2 separate regions of the Mus musculus genome follow, and region 2 is linked to region 1. Evidence: chromatin contacts called from public HiChIP or PLAC-seq data. All regions are on one chromosome and are shown on one strand. The core of a region is the stretch at or near the end of the contact, and the rest is flanking DNA. Distances in the headings are between cores, read along the strand shown.

Evidence for each region. HiChIP or PLAC-seq counts read pairs in DNA pulled down with a chosen protein or histone mark.
Region 2: a contact with region 1 is called in an H3K27ac HiChIP or PLAC-seq map of microglia, with 4 times the contacts expected there. The contact joins two enhancer-like sites. A contact is called at or near these places in 3 of 115 datasets of contacts at active chromatin or transcription factors (the 230-238 cell line, acute myeloid leukemia and microglia).

Annotation. Positions count from the first base shown.
Region 1 is chr4:9,111,338-9,118,620 of GRCm38.p6, reverse strand. No RefSeq gene overlaps it. Among named protein-coding and RNA genes, the nearest start is that of Gm50597, 6.6 kb to the left of the region's middle. Within about 2 kb of position 2,505, at least 76 of the 459 cell types and tissues checked have an H3K27ac peak or open chromatin away from gene starts, as enhancers often do. A contact at or near this core is called in acute myeloid leukemia and microglia, where this site is marked.
Region 2 is chr4:9,625,966-9,633,639 of GRCm38.p6, reverse strand. The region is part of intron 3 of Asph (aspartate-beta-hydroxylase); the gene reads left to right. Among named protein-coding and RNA genes, the nearest start is that of Asph, 39 kb to the left of the region's middle. Within about 2 kb of position 2,864, at least 105 of the 459 cell types and tissues checked have an H3K27ac peak or open chromatin away from gene starts, as enhancers often do. A contact at or near this core is called in acute myeloid leukemia and microglia, where this site is marked.

The sequences.
Region 1 (7,283 bases), core at 1,256-3,755:
TTGATACTAAACTGAGTGCTTTGTATAGGGCTCAGGAAGGAGAAGGCAGCAGAGGGAACTGGCTGCAGAAGAGAGCCCTGGCTTTCTATTAGCCCAGGTTGTCCTTTGACCCTATGACCCTGTGACGTTTGCTTCGTCTCTGTATACGTCCTCATCCACGTTGCCATCAGTTTGGAGAAGTAGCCTTAGCTGCCGAGAGGCATGCTGGAGAGCTATGATGAAGTATCCCTGAAGTGTTCGGCACCCTGCTTCTGTCCCAGTGAGCCAGCATTCCACCGGACATCTGCCACTGTTTGCTGTCAGCACTTTCAGGAGCTCCCCTTTCCCCTTGTCCCTTGTCCCTCTCGTTCAGGTCCTGCTTACTTGCGAGTGGGGCATTTTATGTGCCAGAGCCTGAGTGTTCACAGAAGGATCTCCACGAACAAAATTAACTCACGGTAGTCTAGAATCCTAGAGAAAATGGACAAATTTAAGAGGAAAAAAAGATCAATGGCTAAAACCAATGATTTTTAACAAATAAAGACAATTATAAGTTCCTCATCTTTAAGACAATGAGCAGCAGTCATGGCCAGTCAGACGAGGACTACACACAGACAGCACACCCTGTTGCTTGCAGCATCAGCATCAAGTCCTGGAATCTATGAGCTGCTCTGAATGTGAGTGTTGTCTCCTGTGTTAGTTAGAAACACTGTTTTAAAACTTAGTCAGTGACCAAAGACTTTTCCAGTGCTGTTCTTTAATAAGATTTAAGTGTGAAAAAGTAGCCTCAGGGGGAAAGCCATCCTGCTAGCTACTTGCCCTGGAGGTATTTTACTGGCTTTGTGTTTTTTAATGACTGCCTTGTATCCATTTCTTTTAAGATTAAGTAACATTTTCACTGCAGGTAAGTCTTTTTGTCTCTGCTTTTGTTGTATCAGAACAAGATGGTTTAAAAAAAAAACAAATCCATCTCTGAGAATCAAACCAAAGTCCATTCTTTCTTCTTATTATGTTTGGAGTGAAGAAAAAAAAAAAAAAAAGACACCATTGCCCCCCATCCCCCACACCCAACCCCAACCCCCACAACCACCCTCCTCCTCCCCCACATCCACCCGCCCTGCTCCAACTTGCTTTTTGTCTGGTGTGGTCATGGGGCCACTCCAGCACAGGGGCAAAGCTCTAGTGTAAACATGGATCAAAAGGCTAGAATCCCAGGCTGGCCAAAATACAGCTGTGGTTGCTGCCTTGCACTGGACTGTTCTCTGTAGGGCTTAATCCCTGGGCATTATTAGATCCAGAGGACCAGAAAGTCTGCTGTGAGCTTATGCCTCTTAGAAATGGCACGGACGCTTCATAATGATACCTCAACAATATGGCTATAAAGTAAATATCAATAGACCCAGTAAGTGGAAGGGGGAAATCTGTGTCTCACCTCCTAAACAAAGAACTCCAGGCAACTCATGACTGTGGAGAGATGGAAAATTAGCCTCTGGCCAGATCAGCTCCCTAATGGGCTGTCCAATACAAAGTGAGTCTGTCATGAAAACATATACATCCAAGCCATGGATTTAGCAGGATATATTTATATATTAATGCATATATATGTAACAATAATAATCATGAAGAGGCCATCAATGTGAGAGGAAGTGGGAGGGGATGGGCGGGATTGAATGGAAGACAGGGATACAGTGAAGTAATGTAATTATATTCAAATTAATTTTTTTAATAAAAATGAAACAATAAAAGCCATAATACTCTACAAAGGAATGATAAAATCACCCTGACAGATACTTTGCCAATTTAGGAGTGTAAAAAGATTCTTGTTAAACTAATAATAAGAGACTATTTCCAGTAATTTCAAAACCATAGAAATTCTTTTTTAAAAAACCTAAAATGTAGGGCTGGAGAGACGGCTCAGCAGCTAAGACTACTCTACCAGAGGTCTTGAGTTCAATTCCCAGCAACCACATGGTGGCTTACAACCATCTGTAATGGAATCTGATGTCCCTTTCTAGTGTGTCTGAAAACAGCTGCAGTGTACTCATATACATTAAATAAATAAATAAATAAATAAATAAATAAATAAATAAATCTTTTTTAAAAATTAAAATTTTTTTTTGAAATATTGTTCATTAGAAATGAGAGGTTGAGGAATAATTTAAAGCATCACTATTCATATTTTTTTAGTTTGCCGTAATTAAAAATGTATTTGTTGCAATTTTCTGGTCTTAAAACGTCAATGACTTTTGTTCTGTATCAGGAACAAGAGATTTAAGGAAGTTACAAAATCACTGGTGGAATTAACATTTTCTTTTTCTAGACAAAAAGGTCTGAATTATAAACTTTTTAAAGCATCACGTATCTCTCTGGTTTTTACTAATTTGTAAAAAGCAGACACACTCATAAAACTAGAAGAAACCACAAACGTTAATAGGGAAGACAGTAACGTTTTGGTGCTTCGAACTGTCAGAGTCTTTTTCAGAAAGGGCAACAGATGTGGGGGAGGGGCTGTGGCTTCTCTCAAGAGCCTTCCCTTGATGACTAACACCATCTAATCACGTTCTTTCTGAACTGCCCCTTCCTCTGGTGGGAAAGCCTTATCATGTTCACCGCCTTCTGAGAAGTCATAAGATCAAGCTCTCACGTAGCCTTTCATTTCCTGGTTTGCTGTTCTTTGTTCCTCTTCCCACCCCCCTGTCCCACCCCCACCCGCACCTAAGGTGTCTTTCTGCAGCTCAGGCTGGCCTCAAACTTGCCACAGCCCTCAAGAATCAGACTTCTTACGGTTGGATTTGCAGGTGTGAGTCGGGTCAATAGTTTTTAACTCGCAAGAAATCATAAGTAGGATTCAGGATACAAGGGAGCCGAATGATGAATTTGGAAAGCTGGCCCCTAAGCTGCAGGAAAAAATCAGGCAAGTTCTACTCCCAGCCTGAGCACCTTGAAATAATCTGGTTTTACCACAACTCTGAGGGCCATGAGTACAGGTCTTACTCCCCTGCCGTACCTGTGGCTATGAGTACTTTGTAGATGAGGCCATCATGATGTGCGGCATGTGAGTGGTTTTGAGTGACAGGAACTTATGACAGAGTCCCTGTATTCTTTCCCACAGTCTTTCTGCCTTCCTCTGATCCGTCCTTAGGAGGACACATAGATTAAGAGGACAAACTCAAATTATCTCCCTTTACCTGGGTCATCTCTGAAACTTGATTCAGTCCTACTAGAGCTAGATACTATCAGATGCTGGAACCTGGAAAGGGTCACTGGAGCCTGTCCCTCAGCCGGTGGCACTACTGGAAGGTGGTAGAACTTGTAAGAGTGGAGCTGTGGACCTCTGCTCACTGGGGATTCGAGCCCCTTTCCCTCTCTTGTTGGTCTCTCAGCCATGAGAGGACCCACCTGTGCTTCTGCATATTGGGAAGTCAGGGACTCCAAAGGAGACCAAATGCCAAATGGCCCTAAACTGAAACCTCCAAGCCTGGAATTCAAAATGAGCCTTCCCCTCTATAAGCTCTCTCAAGTGGAAAGGTGACTACCACGCCACTATGACTGGCTTTGCTCTCTTCTGAGGTTTTAGCATTTAACCCAGAGGAGACCTGCGCCAAAGGTTAAGTGCTCACTCCCCATGGGCACGGCAGCATCTTAGTTCCAATTCCTTACCGTTCACTGTATCAGCTATTCCTATTGCTGCTGCATTCCCATGTCTCCATGTCCCCAGCCTTCTTCCAGGAGGCAACTTTTCCAATCTAAGTACACTCCATATATTTGTGTGCTTTTATTTCACTATAAAGCTCAAGAAGTTCCATGCTACGCTACCTTAAACAACATAAGCACAGAATATACTTCCTGCTGTATCGATGTACGTGAGCGGATGGGTACGGTGTCTGCTGTGATCCGATGCCTCTGCACGCAGTTTGCTTTGACATGACAGCAAACATGCTTTGAATGCTCCCGTCCTTCTTTGATCTCACAGGCCACAGTGCCTGCTCATTCGGACTCTGACTCCTCCATGGACGCCAGGAAGCCTTTGTGAGAGCTTTATTTCCCAGACTGGTTGCATATATGTTTAAGTGTCACAAGTTTCGATGATTTTTATGAGACATAGTCCAACACATGCATGAATGTACACATACACAGAGGCACACATACCTGTACACACAAGCATGGATGCACATAGTAAGTCCAACTGTCAAGATGATAAGAACTATCATTTTTGTCCTTACCAGGTACCAGACATTGTACTAATTATTTTCCATAGGACATCTCATTTTGCTTAGCCATGTTGGAAAGAGACACCTAGCAGCCTGTCAGCTTCATTTCGCTCATGAGAACACCAGAACACCGTGGTTCAACTAGTCCTAATGCCTAAGAACTGAATTCCTAGGCAAAGGCTCTGTCCTGCCAGCTCCTGTGTCCTTATGCCTTAATGCGCTTCCTACCAAGGGCTGGGGTGTTTCCAAAATTGTCTACTGGGGAAATGATGCAGCTTTTTCAGAAGGTTAAAAGAGTCCAGGTTCTCCTGTGCCATCGATGATAAAAAATGACAATCCAGAAGACTGCGTAATGCTTTCTTGGCACTCAAAAAGCACCTTCTGGCTTCCCCACCACAGACACTCATGGAAACTCACCAGGACTTCTGTTCTTTTGCTTTTTTTTTTTTTTTTAATGTAGAATGACTTAAATGGATAATTAACTCTCAAAGCGCAGAGACAAGAAATAATTCTTCACTTGAGAGCACTACAAGGTCGCCTGCTTTCTCTAAATATTTCTAGGATGCTTTGAACATCAGGGACTCTTTTGACAATTCCTAGACCTCTTGGTAGACATGTTTCATTTACAACTATTCCCTAAGACCTCAGAATGATGCATGAGGCGGTCACCATCTTTCTCAAAGGGAAAGAAGCGTCGTTTAGCAAGTAGCTTGCTAGTGTGCGGCTTCATCAGTACCCAAAGCAACTGAGGGACGTTGTGGTTCACTGGTAGCTGCACAGGGCTCAGGATTTGATCCACAACACCACAAAAGCAAACCAAAATCTGACTGGTGGTTTTTTTGTTTTTTCTTTTGATCCCTTCTCTGACTGCAAAGTGGCTTGGGCATTCTTCATTTCTGATGAAGTCGTTCCTTACCGTGGAGAGGGTTCAGTTGGTTCAGAGCGTGGGAGATTTCCAGGCAAGTTGCTTGCTTCAGTGGTGCTTTGCTGAATTTGCATCAGGCTCTTCTGCCATTCAGTCTAACATCTGTGAGTGCAGATGATTCTACCAAAGAGTTGTGTAGTGGCTGGCAGAGCGGGGAGCAGCAAGAGAGCGTTCCAACATCTACTGCTGCATGGCCTACAAGCTACTATAGGGGGCTTTTGACCCCTATATAATGATTGAAGGAGACAAGTATAATTTCATGACATGTGAAAATGACCCACACTGCAGTATCCAGAAAGTTTTCTTGGAACTGAGCCACCGTCATTCATTTCTGTGTAGTGTGTGGTGACTTCTGCAGCCTGAGACAGAGGTGACTATCTCCCAAAGGCCACAAAACCAAATACATTTACTACCTAGCCCTTTTCACAGAGAGGTGGTGACACCTGGTGCAAATCACACACATACACACACACACACACACACACACACACACACACACACTGTGCCTTAGGATACTTTGACCAAGGGCTAAGATGATTCAAGATTTTCTGCAATGCTGTGTGTGTGTGTGTGTGTGTGTGTGTGTGTGTGTGTGTGTGTGAGTGTGTGTGTGTGTGTACATACACAGTTATATAAATACCTCTTTCATAATCTTAGGCCTTTAGTTTTTCGTGCTTGAGAATCTTTAAGGATGTATTTGTTATTTCATATGTATGTGTTGTGTGCTTGGGTGTATATATGTGCTCCACATGTGTGCAGGGGTCTGGCTATAGGGGCCAGAAGGGGGCACAATTTCTTCTAGAACTGAAGTTATAAGCAACTGTGAGCCACTCGATATGGCATGTCCACTTCAAAAACAGCAAGTGTTCTTAACCACTGAGCCATCATAGTTTGCACTTTGCCATAGCTTGCCTTTTTCTACAGCTAAGTGGCTAAAATTTTAGGATACACACTGTTACACAAGTTACAGAGGAATAAACTCGGAGATTGGGAAAGACTATAAAAATCATCTGTTGTCACACAAGTACATGGTGTGCTTTCTTGTCTTCTGTCTTAGTTTGCTGCGGCACCTCATTCCCCCAAGACCACAGGTTTCCTCTGTAAGGTAGTGTTTGTGGGACGCTCCCGTGGCCCAGAGCTGCAAGCAAAGTGTCAGCTGCTCTGAATGTCATTATAGTCAGTGCAGAAGGATACGGGGATGGCTATCTTCCCAAACTGATGTCCCATGTACCAGATGCCCCAAATTACTGATGATAGTGTCGGGAGCCTTCCAGAGACTGACAAACAGATTGTGCAAATAAAACTGGGTACATTTTGTTGAAGGCTATGGCTCCTGGCAGGTCTCACGTGTTCTAGGGGATGGTCACACACTCAGGAGTGCATAGTCAGCACTGATTATACTGCATGAATAAAAAATAAACAAATAAAAGGAGAGGAATGAGGGTATGGAGTTGGGTAACTATAGAATGATGGGTGGACCTGGGAGAAGATGAGGGAAGGAATAGAAGTGGTGGTCAAAATATAATGTATGAAACTTGCCAAGAATTAACAAAACTGTTTTTTAGACCAGCCTGCTTGGCTATTGCTTATTTGTGTGGGCTACCCCCATTTCTCGCGCTGTGTCTCAGTGCTGGGCCTGGTGCCTGTATTTGCTAGATGAATGCTACTCACTGACAGCACCTCCAACCCTGCCGTGTGTGACAGTTCCGTGGTTATCCCCACTTTACAGAGGTGAGCCAAGTCATCTGGCAACAGCAGACTCCAAACCTGCTCCAGCACCCACCGGGCTTGCCGCCTCAACAGTCTTGGATGTTTGTCTACCTTTCAATAATACGAGAAGCTGATCTGTGCCCTGAGTCTTTTAAAAAGTGAGGCAGCCAGGTTGTTGATTCTAACTTACAGCCTGTATGTGTTGTACTAGCTACAGGACTTCACTTGGCTAAGAATTTCAAGCCTTTAAAGAAAATGTAGTCTGATAGCTCTGTCTACTTGAATTACTCCAAAGCTTTCAAAATGATAGAAATGTTCATTACTGTGCAACCAACATAGCAAACTCTAATAAACTATCTTACAAATACCAAGAGAGAAAACGATAGTCCGACTCTTACCTGCAACCGAAAAGAATTGCACACAGTGTTAGCAAACTTAATAGTGAAATGTAGCAAATT
Region 2 (7,674 bases), core at 1,615-4,114, 510 kb before region 1:
GAGAGGAGAGGAGAGGAGAGGAGAGGAGAGGAGAGGAGAGGAGAGGTGACGGAGAGGAGAGGTGACAGAGAGGAGAGGACAGAGATTACTGAGAAGCACAGTAATTAATGTAGCGTTAAATGGCCACAGACCTGGCACGCAGGCCACACTTTTTTCCCCTGGCGTTTGAAGCCTAGCTCTAATACTAATTTGTGGAAAGTCTATATGCTGCTTTTCTTTTTAGATTTTCCTCAAGACCCATAGCTCCTACTGATCCTACTAATTCTAAGTATCCTGATGCACTTTGAAAATGCCCTGCCCTTGGACATAGAATTTCCTATTGTTTAGGCCAAGTCGTCTGAAATGCAAGTGATTTGGGTTTCAGTGTGTTAATGAAACCTATAGACACGTGCATATGCAACCACAATTAGAGAGAGGCAGTGAACTGGAGAGACAGCAAGCACTGGCTGGAGCTGCAATAGGAGGGTTTGGAGGAAAGACCAACTGGGAAGGGGAAAGTGATGCAATTGATTCATAATCTAAATAAAAGAAAAGAAAAGAAAAAAGAAAAAAAAATGTTCCCCACATACTGTCAGCAGGAATGCCCAGGACTCAGTTCTAGGACTAATGTCTTATAATAACCTCGCCGGAAGATGCAAGCCTGCCCCTCTGTTGTACAGCTAGCACGTGGCTGACCCCTGTCAGGTATGGCTGACCCCTGTCAGTCAGGTGTGGCTGCAGCACCAAGCAGAGGCACTCAGCCTAAGCAAAGACTGGAAAGGACCGTGAGGCCATATGAGGAGCATGGAGCTCGCCCAGCGTTTAGTGCTGTTCATTTGAGGCAGACTCAGCTCAGAGGAGGTCTGTGCCCAGGATCATTTTTCTTGTCAGCCTGGCATTCCTGCTTTAAGAACTACAGATACAGCTTTGGAGATGGAGTGGTTGGTGAAACCCTTGTTTCCCAAGCCTGAGGACCCAAACCTGGATTCTCACAGTGCAACAGTTCATTTCTCCTCAGGCAGTGGGGACAGGAGAATCCCTCAGGACTTGCTACTCAGTGATCTCCTTTAGGGAGATACCCTGTGCTGCTTCACTCGGCACCTACCTGGGCTCCCACATTCAAGGCAAACTCACTGTGAACCTCAAGGCCTCCCAGGCTCAGTGCTGGGTCATGAAGAAGATGCTTGACAGAAACTTCTGACACCACATATGCACACACACAAGTATGTGATGTTCACAAATATATACAGGACACACACACAAATATATACATCCATATACAGGACACACACAACTCTAGGCCGTGTAGGTAGGTCATTGTCCAAATGTTTGCTGCTCAGTGCCACTTGCCATGCTGAAGCTCGGAAGTTTCTTATTTTATATGTAGTAATAGGAAGCACTTAGAGCACAGAGGATAATGAAACACAGCAAGGGTTTTCTCTAAATACACGGTGGTAGTATTTAGGGTGGGGAGAAGTATCGTTCTCACAGGTCTTGGGTGGAAATGCAGATCTCTGTTCATAGCATTGGGAGACTCAAGTTAAATGAAAAAGCCCGGGACTTGTCAAAAACTGATTAAATACTGACTGCAGTTTGTGTCTTTCCTCTCTCCTCACATGTGGAAACTGATAGGGCCTGTTCTTCAGTTGACAATAGCAGAGAAGTTCACTGTAAGCTTGACAGGTAGCCAGGATTCTGTTATCTCTTGTATGTCGGTATTGCTGGTAGTTGTGGTACATGGAGAAGTTGTGTTGTAAATGACCTGAAATGACCCGGCTTTGGTTACGAAGGCGCTGGAGATTCTGATGCACATATTTCTTCCTGTCATAACTACCACCTGCTTTTCTTCCTCAAATTCTGGGGCCTTTCAGTGTATAGGGAACTGACTTTACATCTCAAGGGTCTTTCCCTACTTCGGGTCATTTCCCACTGGAGACGGTCATAATAATTTACCTCTTTATTTCTTCTATTCAGAGGGTCCTGTTTGGGAGCAGTGCTTAGAAAACAGCAGAGAACAAGAATCTTTGCAGTAAGAATGCCTTCTTTCATGGGCAAGAGGAAGAGGGGTCAGGGTTGTCCCCTATCCCTACCCCCCCTGCCAGTGGCTGCTAGAGCCTTCTCAGCCTTCCTCGGGGTTCTTCTAGGTAGGCAGAGAGGACTCTTATCAGCTCATTCTAACTTACAAGGCCTTGAACAAGTTGTAAGAGTGTATAGCACTAACTGAGTTAGGCGTTTGATATGAATGACCATATTTGAGCGTCTGGATACCAGATGAGATGCTGCAGGCTGTAATCCGCTGGCTTATGTACTCCGGAGCACCTGCAGTTTACTCCAGGGCGTATGATCAGGTCTGGCTCATCAGTGTGCAGATTGGGAGGCTGTCGGAAGTGTTTGCTTTGCCCTCTGTATCACTTTCTCCTATCACTGTCTGCAGAGTGTGCTGATACTCTGCAGGGTTTCCTGCCCAAGACTGTAGTAGGAAAAAGATGATCTGCTCATGAGCTGGGAGGAGCGTGAGGTTTGCTGGGTGGACTGAAGCCTGACTTGGAGGTGTGCTTCGTACCGGTCTCTGTATTCTCCGCATTACCTTTCTGTAAACCTGGGACCATGATACGCCCCCCTTTTGAGATCACTCTGCCTAAGCTTAACTTTTTCCACCTAACTGCTCTTCTTGTTTTCTCTTTCTCTCTTCCTTTATTCTTATGTAGGCCTGACCAAAGATGGCAGTAATGAAAATATTGATTCTCTTGAGGAAGTCCTTACTATTTTAGCGGAGGAGAGTTCAGATTGGTTTTATGGTTTCCTCTCATTTCTCTATGATATAATGACTCCTTTTGAAATGCTAGAAGAAGAGGAAGAAGAAAGCGAAACTGCAGATGGTGTTGATGGTACGTCACAGAATGAAGGGGTTCAGGGAAAGACCTGTGTCATTTTGGATTTGCATAATCAGTAACTTCAACTCAGGGACTGAAAAGCAGTGGGTTGGAAAACGGAGCTGCCTCCTCTTCCTTTGCTTACGCAGGGCTCAACGTGCAGTGGGGCAGTTGTGACTTCAGATAATGCCACCCATATGATCCTGATCATCCTGCCCAGCACAGCCACTTAGCTAGCCCCTCGCTTGGCTCCCTCCACACCCAGAAAGGAAGTGGTATTCCTCATTCCTATAGCTGTTCACAAAGTGCATTGGAAATGATGTTCTTGGTAGTATAATTGGTTTCTGTATCATTTTATCTCAACTTATGTATTCACTGAACTAAGTTGGAAATTGTGTTGTACTTAACCCTTGATGCTTGTCTTTCTCATACTTTTAATGATAGTTCTAATGGGAGTGATTCTAACAATATTTCTGGCATGACTAATCAGCGAATGCTCCTTTGTTGACCTTTAACTTGCCTGCTGTGTAGTGAAGCTGGTACTTTTTAATCTGTAATTTCTTTAGGTTAATTGACTAGTCATATAAGTTCCTACAAACTTGTTAAAGTTCTGTATTAATGGTGCTTTTGACATAATTTAAAAATCCTATGTTTTTGCCTTAGGGCAGTGAAGTTTCTGAATTCAGACACTAATAGGTTTGAATATGTCCATTTCTGAAATCAGAATTTGTTTTCAATTTTATTTTCAAATATAAATCTAGAGAAGGTAATTTGTAACTTTTTTTGGGGTCACCCTATTATAAAAGAGGGAGAGTGTGAATGTGCGTCTTGCAGAATGTTGTACATATTAAAACTATCTTTCCTGAATTAGGCTTTTCCATTTTTTACTAACTTATTACCTGTTGATTTGTGAGTTATGTATAATATAATGTGTAGAATTGTAAATTAAATTTATTGAACTGGTCCTTCATTTTTAGGAGAAAAAATTCTTTCCCAAACTATGAACACGGCAGTAGCTTTGTCTTAGCTTTTTGAAACTGAGTTCGCCTCAGTAATACAAAATCAGTTATTAAAAAAATCAGTTATTAGCTCTATATGCATCCATCTCTGAAAGGACGTGTTAGTGACTACCCTTGTGACTGAGCCGTGCGCCACCTGACAGGTTTACTGCTGCCCTTCCAATGACTCTCAAAGTGTCTAGCTCCCGTTGAGAGCCTCTAAAATTCTGCTCAGCTTTGGGTCTTCATGTGTTTTAAACCAGAGTACACTGGAGTTTCAGACAGTTTTATTTAAGTATCATTCCCAGATATTCTCTGTTTTTACATAGTTACCTTCATCAGCCATTTGCTCTGGGATGACGAAATGCCAGCTGAAGTAGAGTTCCTGAAATCAGAACACAGCAGTTCTCTCTCTAATGTCACTACTCTTGTACATGGTTCCATGTGCCACTCATGGGCCAGGGCTTCCCCAAGCTTCAATGGTTGTTAGGAGTTTTTCTCGTTCTTGTGTCCAGCGAGTGTTTTACTGTCAGTGAGGACTTGGTCAGAAGCTGCTTACACTCCAGGGTGCAAGCACTTCAGCTCAGGCCTTAGCAGCGTAGTGACTGAGGAGTCTTTAGTCATCTTCTCAGAGTCATTGTAGTTCTCCAGCTCAGGACTAAACTCATTTTGAATTTGAATGCTGTGAAATAATCAATGGTTGTTTGTTTTAAATTCACAACCTTAGGTCCTAAACACAATAAAAGTCACTTACCCAAATGGCTGAGAAACGGTTTTCAAAGCAGTTTTGTTTGTGTGCCATGACTACTAACTGTGGATGGTTTTAGTCAGGAATGAATAATTAAATTTCTGTGTTAAAAACGTTTGTAATTAATTTCTCATCAGGTTTTGTATCGTCATGATACTAATGCACATTATATGTACAGAAATTAATTATGCCCATCTTCCCAACTGTAAAGCAAGCGTGGTAACTTGCCAACAATTTTATACCACCTCCGATCAGTGCATCTAAAAAACCCTAAGTGATGATAAAATACAGGCAGCTGAAGAACCCCTGACTTCTCTGACTTCCTTCAACTTGTATCTGAGGCTTATTTGTGTGTGTATGAGAAAGAATAAAGTTATTGGCAAAAATGTGGTCTAAAGCAAATGTAACTTTTCTTAAGTGTTATTGATTACATATACTGAAGTTGTGAATTTATTTTGTAATTTTGTTTCATAGGTATTTTCTTACTTCATGTCTTACATTTATGGGCTGACTTTGAAAGGCCACTTTGTATGCTGTGTATATGAGTGTTCAATTAGTTACAGAGTTGTAAATCACTGTGTTAACTTTGCCTTTTCAGTTTTCATCATCTAAAAAACTGACCAGTGCTGTGCCGTCTATGTAGCATTGGCTCCCAAAGTGGCTGTCCTGCCTGCTCATGTACTGGGCCACTTTTCTGGTCTCAAGTTCAGTTAAATTGGGAAGGGGAGCTGGAGGTTGTGTGTGGTTCTTTGGCTACTTTCCGCTGTTCTTTCACTTGGAATGTTGAATGATGGTATGTAAGCTGGAGGGTTTTCCAGGAGCTGACCTTACTAACTCAGAAGCCTGGCCGTCAGTGTGCTGCCTGTGGATCCTGCAGAAGCCACACACGGGAGGGAGTGCTGGCTAGTCCTGCTTGCTCACCTCACACTTGAGTCTTTTTCTGTACAAGTTTCCTCTGCCTTCCGTAGCCCTGTCCAGACATTGTAAGAAAAGCCTTTTCTGTATTTGATCCTGGGCTGAGATGTATTTACCCTTAGTTATTCTAATTACAGTGGTTTTTGGGGGGTTTTGTTTGTTTGTTTTTAGCTCTCTTAATATTGGCAACTTTAAAGGACTGTGGAAGCAGAGAGTTCACTGCTCTGCTGCCTATCTTACTGCTGGGCAGTGTCTCACAGAGATTGGTACTAACAACCCTTTCTTAAGACTCTGGCTTAGCTCTGTAATGTGACACAAACTTTCTATGGTGTGGGCTGTGGGATTTTCATTAATCATGATGCATATTGGAACACTGAACAAGGAATTCAGTGACTCTATGTTCATATGTTAGTTGATAGGGCAGGCATGGCATAGTTTCCTTATATTTGCTGAGGTAAACCCGCCGTACCATTTGGACACTTTACACTTGGGTTTTGTGTAGTCCACATTGGGATTGGGTTTAGTGTTCCAGTGTAGGAAAGAGGAAGGTGAGGATCTTGGACTCAGTGCGCAGTCTCTTTAGGAAGCATGGGAGTGGCGAGGTGACCTCGGTGGGAAAGATAGGAATCTGTCCCCTGAAGGAGCTACTCGGATGCCGGATGCCATAAGAGAGCCCTTCTAAAGCCATGTGTTCTGCATGTGGCAAAACCATGGACCCAGCTTGGCTTAGTCATGCACACATTCTAGTCATAGCGGATATTACATTTTGGGATGGGTCTGTAGTAATGACCCTGTGGCCATTGCCAAAAGAGCATCCATTAGGCGTTCTCTCTAAGTGAAGAACATGACTACCTTTTCACATTTCTGTTAAAGAATTTGTAGCCATGACATGTGTACACAGTAATTACCACACACACTAGCAGAGCACAGTGACTGCTGCTGGCTTCCTTTTGTTGTTGTTGCGTTTTCTTTTACATTCACTTACTGTTTCCATCAAGACTGCCTTAAACGGGGACAGCCTCATCAGTACTTACATCCCAGTGGACTACAGGTGGCCAGAGGTTCCCTTCCCCACTGGATAGAACTTCTCTCAACAGTGCTTGGGGACTCTTTACAGTTGTAAATAGCAGAGTAGTATCTTTTATTGTTTAATGGGATTCCTTTTGTCCCTGGGGCACCAGTAAAGACAGAAAAGAAGGAAGTGAAGGTGTGTTTGTTGATGTGTCTGTCACTGTGAATCCACAGCAGCCAGAGGCAGCATAAAGGTAGTAACTTAACTCTGCTGATCAGTGGCTTTCATGACCACCTCTATTTCCTGTAGTGCTGTAAACACTAGCCAAGCTCTCCCGCCATCCACCATCTTTGCATTCTTCAGGAGAGGTGATTGTTTGATGCTTTGTTGTTGTTGGACCCTGGCTTGCTTGCTTTCCCTCACAGAATTTCTTCCGAGCCATTGCTTCTTGTCTTTCAGGCCTTTTATAGTATGCTGGTTCTAAACCCAGTCTCCCCCAGTCTCCCCAGCCTGTCTCCCATCCTTCCTCTCCCAGTACCTCGGCTCCCCCTCCCCTGCAGCCATTCCTGTTGCATGCTCTGCGCCTCAAATCCTGCGGCTTTGGATAGGCACTTCACCCGTGCTCTGTTCCCAGTCTGCTTCATCCTGAGGACTGCCTGCTGTATCTCTCTTCCTGCCACTCCTGAGCAAGCTGCGTCTCAGGATTCGCCTTTCTCAGTGCCATTGTCCCTTCTGCTGGGAAAACCAACGGAGGAAGCTCAGGCGACAAGAAACAACACTTCTTAGCAGCATGCAGGCTTCCCTCCTGCCCTGTTGTGACTTTTAGAACCCAATTTTCCTGGTCCTGCTCTTCCTCTGTTTTGGGGTGCTCGGGTGTTTATTTCTTATCTCCCAAGGGCTGGGATCTTTCCTGTCCATTCTCTCCCCTTAGAAACTAAGTAGGATAGTTGTCAGTTAATGGGCTGCCCTGATCTTCTCATTGAAAACATTCCTCCAAAGTCACTGTTGGTAGATTTTTAGATTTTTTTTAATTAATTATTTTTTTCCCCAGAGAAAAAAGTAGGTTAAGGGGATGCCTGTGACCTCTGGATGTTTGCTGCACTTGGATAATTTGTTTCACTTTGATGCCTTTCACCAAATCTAAAGTTT